Regions from separate parts of the Mus musculus genome. Here region 2 is linked to region 1. Evidence: chromatin contacts called from public HiCAR-type data. All regions are on one chromosome and are shown on one strand. Each heading gives the region's core, a stretch centred on a gene start, on an enhancer-like site or on the middle of the called end of the contact. The rest is flanking DNA. Distances are from core to core; before and after follow the strand shown. Region 1 has its middle 25 kb from the start of Gm11418. Region 2 has its middle 28 kb from the start of 5530401A14Rik.

Region 1 (3,612 bases), core at 569-3,068:
ATAAACTGGATTCACTTTCAATTCCTGAAAGATCGGAATGTGAGGGAAATGAAACTGTCAGACAATCTTAATCAAGGTTCTATTAAAAGGGCCACCTCTCAGGGAGGCTCCAACTGGGTCTGCAGCCTCTATGGGACTGCACATCTACCTTGATCCTCATGGTGACCTCCCAGATGGAGGTTGTTCCTCTCTCCCCTCCTCCTACCTCCATCCACTCTGCTGTCTTGGGGTTTAATGGGCCGGTGTGGAGGGTTGAAAGGACAGTGTTAACAAGAGTCAAATCAAAAGGATATTCACCTAACTGTGTGTCTGCCTCTCTTCCTGGTTCCCCATTCTATTATTCCCATGCTGTGTGGGGGCCCAGCATTCGCTGAACATCTGGCCTCCCCCTCAGGAGGCTCAGGGTGTCCTTTTCCTCGCTGCAGTCAGTTCATGCTGGGCGTGCCCCACCCTCGGCAGGTGTAAGGTTTCTACTGGGTAGATCAAGCCAGCCTTGAACCCCAGCTCTTCCTGCATGAACTTCCTAAGTGCTGGGAATGCAGGGACATGCCAACCTTGCTCGACTGAGTGTGGTTGTTTCTGATTTATACCCCCTGCCCCAAGTCATTCGACTCAGGGAAAAACGCAAAACAAAAGCAAGATTTTAATCCAAGAGACAAGAGAAAAATGAAACTAAAACATGATACAAAGCTGAAGAACGGGAAAGATGGAAGAGAAAAGAATGGAAAAGCACAGTGTGTTTATGTATATAGTTCATGAACTCTTTAGAAGACTCAGGTTCCCCGGGGTCGGGGCGGGGGACGGAGGGGGGGGGGCAGAATCCAATCAAAAATATGTTACTTTCTCCGACTTCAAGCTCAGAATCACTAAAAAGTGGCAAACTGGTGATGTGATTCCAAACCTTTCCCTATCTTATCTTTTCAGAAGCTGCAGCAATTGCCTTTTCTTCTAGAATGTCGTCCCATTGTTTAAAAAGGAACTTCAAATTAGAATGATCTTCCCTGGGCAATTCCTGAAACAGCCACTAGATGGCAGAATGAGACCACAAAGATGCTGTGTCAGATTGGCTGCTGATCTGCATGCAGCCCGGGGAGCCGCGAGCTAGCAAGCCATCTCCTGCAGGCATCTGATTAATAATGGGGCTGTAATTATCTTTACACAATCCCGATTGCAGCTCCCGTTGTAGCCTAGCTGTTAAATTAAACTGCACAAATAAATATGCCTTGCGACTCAGCCTCCCCAGCACTGCCCACCCTGGGTGGCTTCCAGGCATATTAACATATCAAAACACAAACAGAACCCCTCCCCACTCCCTTCATTTTCATAACAAAAGGGGCCCCCTTTCATCTCCCCAGCAACCGGGTCTGTATTTAAATAGCTCTGTGAAGGCCGATAACGTTATTACTTTATTTCCCTAGTCTAGCCCTGGGATATCTGCTTCTTCGGGAAGATGGATGGATGGATTTTATTAGGAAGATGAAACACCCACGGACCCAAGCGGCCTGAAGCTTGGTGCAGAAGAGAGCCTGTAAAAGCCTCACCTAAAGGAATACTCAGAAATAACTAGGGATCCTAATTGGTCTGAGGCAGCGCTTTCCGGCTTAGTGGTCTAGGGTCAAAGGAATGAAAATGCAAACGAAATTGGGTTAGGGCCATAGGTTCCGGATGGTGGCATTATAAACTGTAGAGCCCTGGGCATGAAGACACATAGGGGTTAGAACTTCCTAGAAAGCACTTCACCCCAGCTGCAGGGCTGCTGACTTCCCCCCAAGTAACGGGAGATGTCTAGAGATCCTGCCTCCAGCCAGGGACAACTCAGGCGTGGGAGGGAGCTACACAGATGATGCAGATCCTGATTTGACTCCCAGTGTTAGAGAAGCTTGTACAATCCAAGGACTTGGCAGTACAAAGGCCTGTTTGGGGCGGCGGAAGCTAAGTCCTGAGGTTAACTCCTGCAGCAGGCACTCCTGTTAGGCCCCCAGTAGGTAGAGGAGAAGGGAGGCTTTACTCCCGAAGAGACTCCCTTCCATCATCCTAGGAGCTCCTCCTCTGCTCCCGACTACACATCGTTTGTGCTCCGTGGAATGAATGGGTGTCTGTTTCCGCACTCAGTGGAGGGGTGGGACTAAGCAAAGATGGAGAGGCTGAGGGAGGCGGGGCCGGGAGATCTGATAGTACATCTTAAGAAAGGAGAGAGGGATCAGCTAGCTTATCAACAGTCTGGTTCCCCAGGGTGAAGACAGGTAGATAGACTCGGGATAAACAGCATGGCTCTTCTGCGATGTGGTATCCTTGAACGCACGGGTTGATGAAAGCGAAAATGAATGAGTAAACATTCCAAGAAGCAGGGGCAAACTCCAGCCAGCACAGGGCTCTAGATCCCAAGAGCTTTCAGGAGGCGGTCTCCGAAAGGGCGGGGCTTTCTTTGACTGACATAGGTGATAGACATCTCATGAGTTGTGCCATCTCAGAATTGCCTATGTAACAATCATATGCATGAGGTAGTCTGCATGCATCAGCCTTACGGGATTTGTGATGTCCCAAAGGCCAAAGACCATCCTTTCCTTAGTGGCTTTGCACTGGAGAAATCTCTAGAGAACTGAATCCTCTGTTGGGCTTTGGTTTCTAACTGTGGTCGGAATTTTTGTTTGCTTGTTGGGAAGGGTTTTTCACAGTCCAAGGGACTATCTGGAGCAGTGAGGAAATGGTCTTCTTTGTTGACATTAGACCCTGGAGTGATTTTCCTATGACTTACACGGCCGTACCTCACTTGAAGAGGGCGCAGTAAGACAGAGCCATGATCATGAGAAGACCCCAGGAGAAAGGATAACCCCCTCCTCATATAGCTATAGATTTCCAGAGGAAATCCCAAAATCTCTCTCTGTCAGATCACAGTCATGAAAGGCTGCTTCGATGTATGCTCACCTGCCCAGGAGGCAGAGGAAGGACAGCCCATCCCCAGATACACTCCTCCTTAGCTGCTATAAGCCTCCTCCCTGAGTATCGCCCGCTACCTGGCGGGCTTCCCTTACAAGATAGAGTGGAGATGGGCTCAGGGGATTGTTGTCACAAGGGACTTCAGTTCCTTCCCTTGGTGGTTCATGCATTTATGCATTCCACAAAAATTAATTAAAAGTCTATTGTGTACAGACTATTACACTAATCACTTAAGAAGCCCGCAAAAGAAGACAGGGGCATAATGAAGCCTGTGTTTATCATCTTGAGTCCTGGAGTTGAACGTCAGCTCAGAAAGCAGGAGGCGCTTCCACTTCCCATTTGGCCCTAATGGGAGGGGAAGAGCGCACCACCGGCCTTGCCCAGTGTCTCAGCTCCTGGATGGGGAAGGGCTGTTTCGTGATTTGGCGTCCATGTTTCCAGTTTCATTTCATTGTCAAGAAGCCTTGCACCAAACTGCTCCCGGCTCCCACAGGCTCATGCTCCCTACAGTCCTGAGAGCATCAGCTACAGCATCTGCTCTTACACAGGCTCAACCCAAGCCAAGGATTGCCAGGAACTAGCCAGGAATTCAGGAGCAGGAGAGGGAGAGAATCCCAGCCAGATAGGGCCAGCTCTTCTGAGCTCTGCTCCAGGAGGTGGCTGTGTTAATGGGAG
Region 2 (3,949 bases), core at 951-3,450, 220 kb before region 1:
GCATTTCCACATATGTAGAAATCAAACAACGTATTTGAAATAACCAGTCGAAAGAGTCAAAGGAGGAGGCAGAAAAAAAGAGAGAAATGAGGATGAAAGCCTGGCATGGCAACACTTGTGAGAGGCAGAGATGATAATGTGTCCCCACAAGGGAAGCCTGCAGTAGTGTCTACAGGAAGGATAAAGAGTTGTCGCAGGCAGCCAGACTTTAACTGCAAGAAATTCAAGAAAGAGACAAAATCCAAAGAAAAAGAAAATGATAAAGATCAGAGTGAACATAAATGAAATAAACTAGCAAGACAGAAAGAGACCAGCTAACACAACCAAATATGCCCTTTGTGCGTAGTGTGTGCAAGTGCATGTGCCTGAGTGTGCAGGAGACATGTCTGCACATGCTATGGAAGCCTAAGGACAACCTCTGGTGTTGTTCTTCGGGAGATGTCTATACTGATGATTTCAGAGTCCCTCACTGGGAGCCTGGACTCAATGAATAGGCTAGAGTTGCTGGCCAGGAATCCTCAGATGATTCTATCTTTATCTTCCTGGTGAGGGCGGGGGGGAAGCTGGGATTACAAGCACACATCATCACTCCCTGCTTTTCACATGTGCATTCTAGGGACAGAACTCATCTGCTCATGAAAGATTTGTTTCACTCATGCATGCATGGTTCTCGGATCCACTGTGGCTCCTTCCTAACCAAGCCATCTCCTCAGTCCAAGTTTGGATTCTGAAAGAGAGAACTGACAAACTCTTAGTTAGACTAAGAAACAAAGAGAAACTCAAGTGAATAAGATTAGAAATGAGGGCTAAGTCCTTTAACTGATGCTCCTGAAAAGCAAGCTGTCTTAGTTAGGGTTTTATTGCTGTGAAGAGACAGCATGACCATGGGAACTCTTATAAAGGAAACCATTTAATTGGGGCTGGCTTACAGTTTCAGAGGCTTAATCCATCATCAGCATGGTGGGAAGCACGGTGCCATGCAGAGAACTCATGGTGCTTGAGAGGTAGCTGCGAGTTTTACATCTGGATCCACAGGCAACGGGAAGAGGCAGTGAGTCACTAGGCCTGGCTTGAGCTTCTAAAACTTTAAAGTCTACTCCACCAGTGACACTGTTCCTCCAACAAGGTCACATCCTCAGTAATGCTACTCCTTATAAGTCTATGGGGACCATTTTCATTCATATCACCTCATTCTACTCCCTGGTCCTTAAAGGCCTGCAGCTGTATCAAAATGCAAAATGCATTTAGTTCAACTTCAGAAGTTCCCATAGACTGTCATGGTCTCGACAGTATTTAAAACTCCCAAGTTCTAAGTTTCTGATCCTCAAAACAATCTCTTAACTATAACACCCTGTAAAGTGAAAATGACAAAAGCAGATGACATACTTCTAACATACAATGACACAGAATATGCATTACCATTCCAAAAGGGAGGAATGGGAGCACAATGATGAAATATGGGACCAAAACAAGACCAAAAAAACCAGCTGGGCAAACTCTAAACCTCTGCATCTCCATGTCTGATATCAAAGTGTTCAGATCTTCCAGCTTTGTCGACTGCAACACAACTCTTTCTCTTGGGCTAGTTCCACTCCCCCTTAGAAGCTTTCCTCAGCAGGTATCCCACGGCTCTGGCATCTCCAAGGCTATCCAGGCTTTATCTTCAAAGCTTCACCCAGTGGCCTTTCTAGGTCTCCATGCAGGGGCATCCCTGACACACACCAGGTCTCAGTAGTTTTCCTAAGGAAGAGACATGGAGGGAGATTTCATAGCCCCTTTCTTATGTCTTTGACTATAAAGCCAGAACCAGAACCATGAGGATGAAGCTGCCAAATTCTGCTGCTTGCTGGGGCTGGAACAGGGTGCCCTTGTTCAAATACATTTTTACCAGCTTTATGCTTTGGTTGGTTTCCTTCACTGCCTAAGCTTCGTTGTCCTAGAACTTGGTCTGTAGACCAAGCTGGCCTTGAACTCTGAGATCCAGAAGTCTCTGCCTTCTGAGCAGTGGAATTAAAGATATGCACCACTATACCTGGCCCTAAGCTTTTCTTTAATTCCTTTTCACTTTTCTTTAACTCATTTTCACAAGTTGGAAGCTTAGCTGGGTGGGGGTCTCGCTCTGAGGGCACCACTCCCTTTATTCCACTTAGCATCAGGCTTTTCTTTGACCTGTTTTCACTTCCTAAAGCTCCTTTTCTCCTGCAACAATAGATTTTGCATTTTTCCTTGACCAGCTTGCTCCTTTTCATTGCAGATCTGCATAAGACTGGCTACCAATAGCTACACACTAGGTTCTTTGGAAATTTTGTCTGTCAAAGTTTAGTCTCAGCCAGATGGTTTGGTCAAGGGCAGAAGAAACTGCATTCTTCACCAAAATATTGCAAGAACATATAGGCCACATATTAATATTATTCTCCTCTGAAACCTCTTGAGTTGAGGCACCACAGTTCAAATCACCTTCAGCACCACTGTCTTCCATAATCCTACTATGCCCCATTAAGCTCCACTTAAAATGTTCAACTGCCTTTCTAATCCAAAATTCCACAGTCCAAATTCCTCTAAACAAAAACATGGTCTGGCCTATCACAGCAATACAGCACTCCTGGTACCAACTTCTGTCTTAGTTATGGTTTTATTGCCGTGATGAGACATCAAGACCAAGGCAACTCTTACAAAGGAAAACATTTAATTGGGCTTAGAGTTCAGAGGTTTAGTTCATTATCATTATGCCAGGAAGAACTGTGGCCCATAGACAAACATAATGCTGGAGAAGGAGCTGAGAGTTTTATATCTACATCTGCAGGCAGCAGGAAGAGGCAATGAGCATCTAGGCTGGTTTAAGCTTATGAAGCCTCAAAAGCTACCCCTGACCCCTAGTGACACATTTCCTCCAACCCCACCACCACCCCAACAGACCATACCTCCACTAATGCCAATCCCTAAGAGCTGAAGGAACCATTCTCATTCAGACCACCACACAAGCTATCATAATAAATGGTTGTAAATAATTATATGTCTGTGAATTGGGTATAACCTGGAAGATAATAAACTCTCGGACAGACTGATTTATTAAGAAAGAGAAAGAAGTCTCAACCATATCATTAACAGTAAAAGAGCAACAGGATAAACCATGACCTTTTCTGTAACCGTAGAAGTGTTTGACAAAACTCAACAACCTTATGGGACAAAAACTATGAGCAAATTATGTGGAGAAAGAGTGGTGAAGTGCAGGCACATGTGTTGAGCCCAAAACTGAAACTGAATGGGCAAAAAGTTGAAACAATTTTCTTTAAGATCAGGAAGAAAACAAGGATGCCCACTCTTGCCATATCTATTCAACAAAGCATTTGAAGTGCTAGGGAGAGCACTGGGCAAGAAAAATAAATAAGAGATATGCAAACAGGAAAGAATATACAATCTCTCTGTAAATCCCTAAATCTGGCAGGAAATTGTTGGAATTAATAAAAAATGAGAATGCTACAGTACACATATTCATATACAAATTATGAATGTTACAGTACACATATTCATATACAAATTATGAATGTTACAGTACACATATTCATATACAAATTAGATGTATTCCAACAGAACAGTGAACTATGTGAATGAGGAATGAAGGGCACAATGTGTGACAACATACAACACTTAGGAATAAAATTGATCAAGGGGATGAAGAGCTGTACATTGAAGACTCTGAAATGTTGATGAAAGAAGTTGGATAAGATACAAGCAAATGGTAATAGACATTTTGCTTCTGGGTTGGAAGAATTCTTACTGTTAAAACGCCCATGTTTCACAGAATAACCTATAGACTCCATATGATCTATATTAAAAAAAATCCAGCTATAGGGGACCCAGTGTCCTTTTCTGACCTCCACAGGCACAGGCATACACACACACACACACACACACACACACACACACACACACACACACGAAATAGTCA

Evidence for each region. HiCAR-type assays count read pairs that join an accessible place to other places.
Region 2: a contact with region 1 is called in a HiCAR-type map of embryonic stem cells, with 4 times the contacts expected there. The contact joins two enhancer-like sites. A contact is called at or near these places in 2 of 484 Hi-C or Micro-C datasets (embryonic stem cells and ventricular fibroblasts) and 1 of 115 datasets of contacts at active chromatin or transcription factors (embryonic stem cells).

The regions. Positions count from the first base shown.
Region 1 is chr11:81,610,882-81,614,493 of GRCm38.p6, reverse strand. It overlaps a transcript of Asic2 not described here. Among named protein-coding and RNA genes, the nearest start is that of Gm11418, 25 kb to the right of the region's middle. Within about 2 kb of position 1,818, at least 89 of the 459 cell types and tissues checked have an H3K27ac peak or open chromatin away from gene starts, as enhancers often do. A contact at or near this core is called in embryonic stem cells, where this site is marked.
Region 2 is chr11:81,830,827-81,834,775 of GRCm38.p6, reverse strand. It overlaps a transcript of Asic2 not described here. Among named protein-coding and RNA genes, the nearest start is that of 5530401A14Rik, 28 kb to the left of the region's middle. Within about 2 kb of position 2,200, at least 3 of the 459 cell types and tissues checked have an H3K27ac peak or open chromatin away from gene starts, as enhancers often do. A contact at or near this core is called in embryonic stem cells, where this site is marked.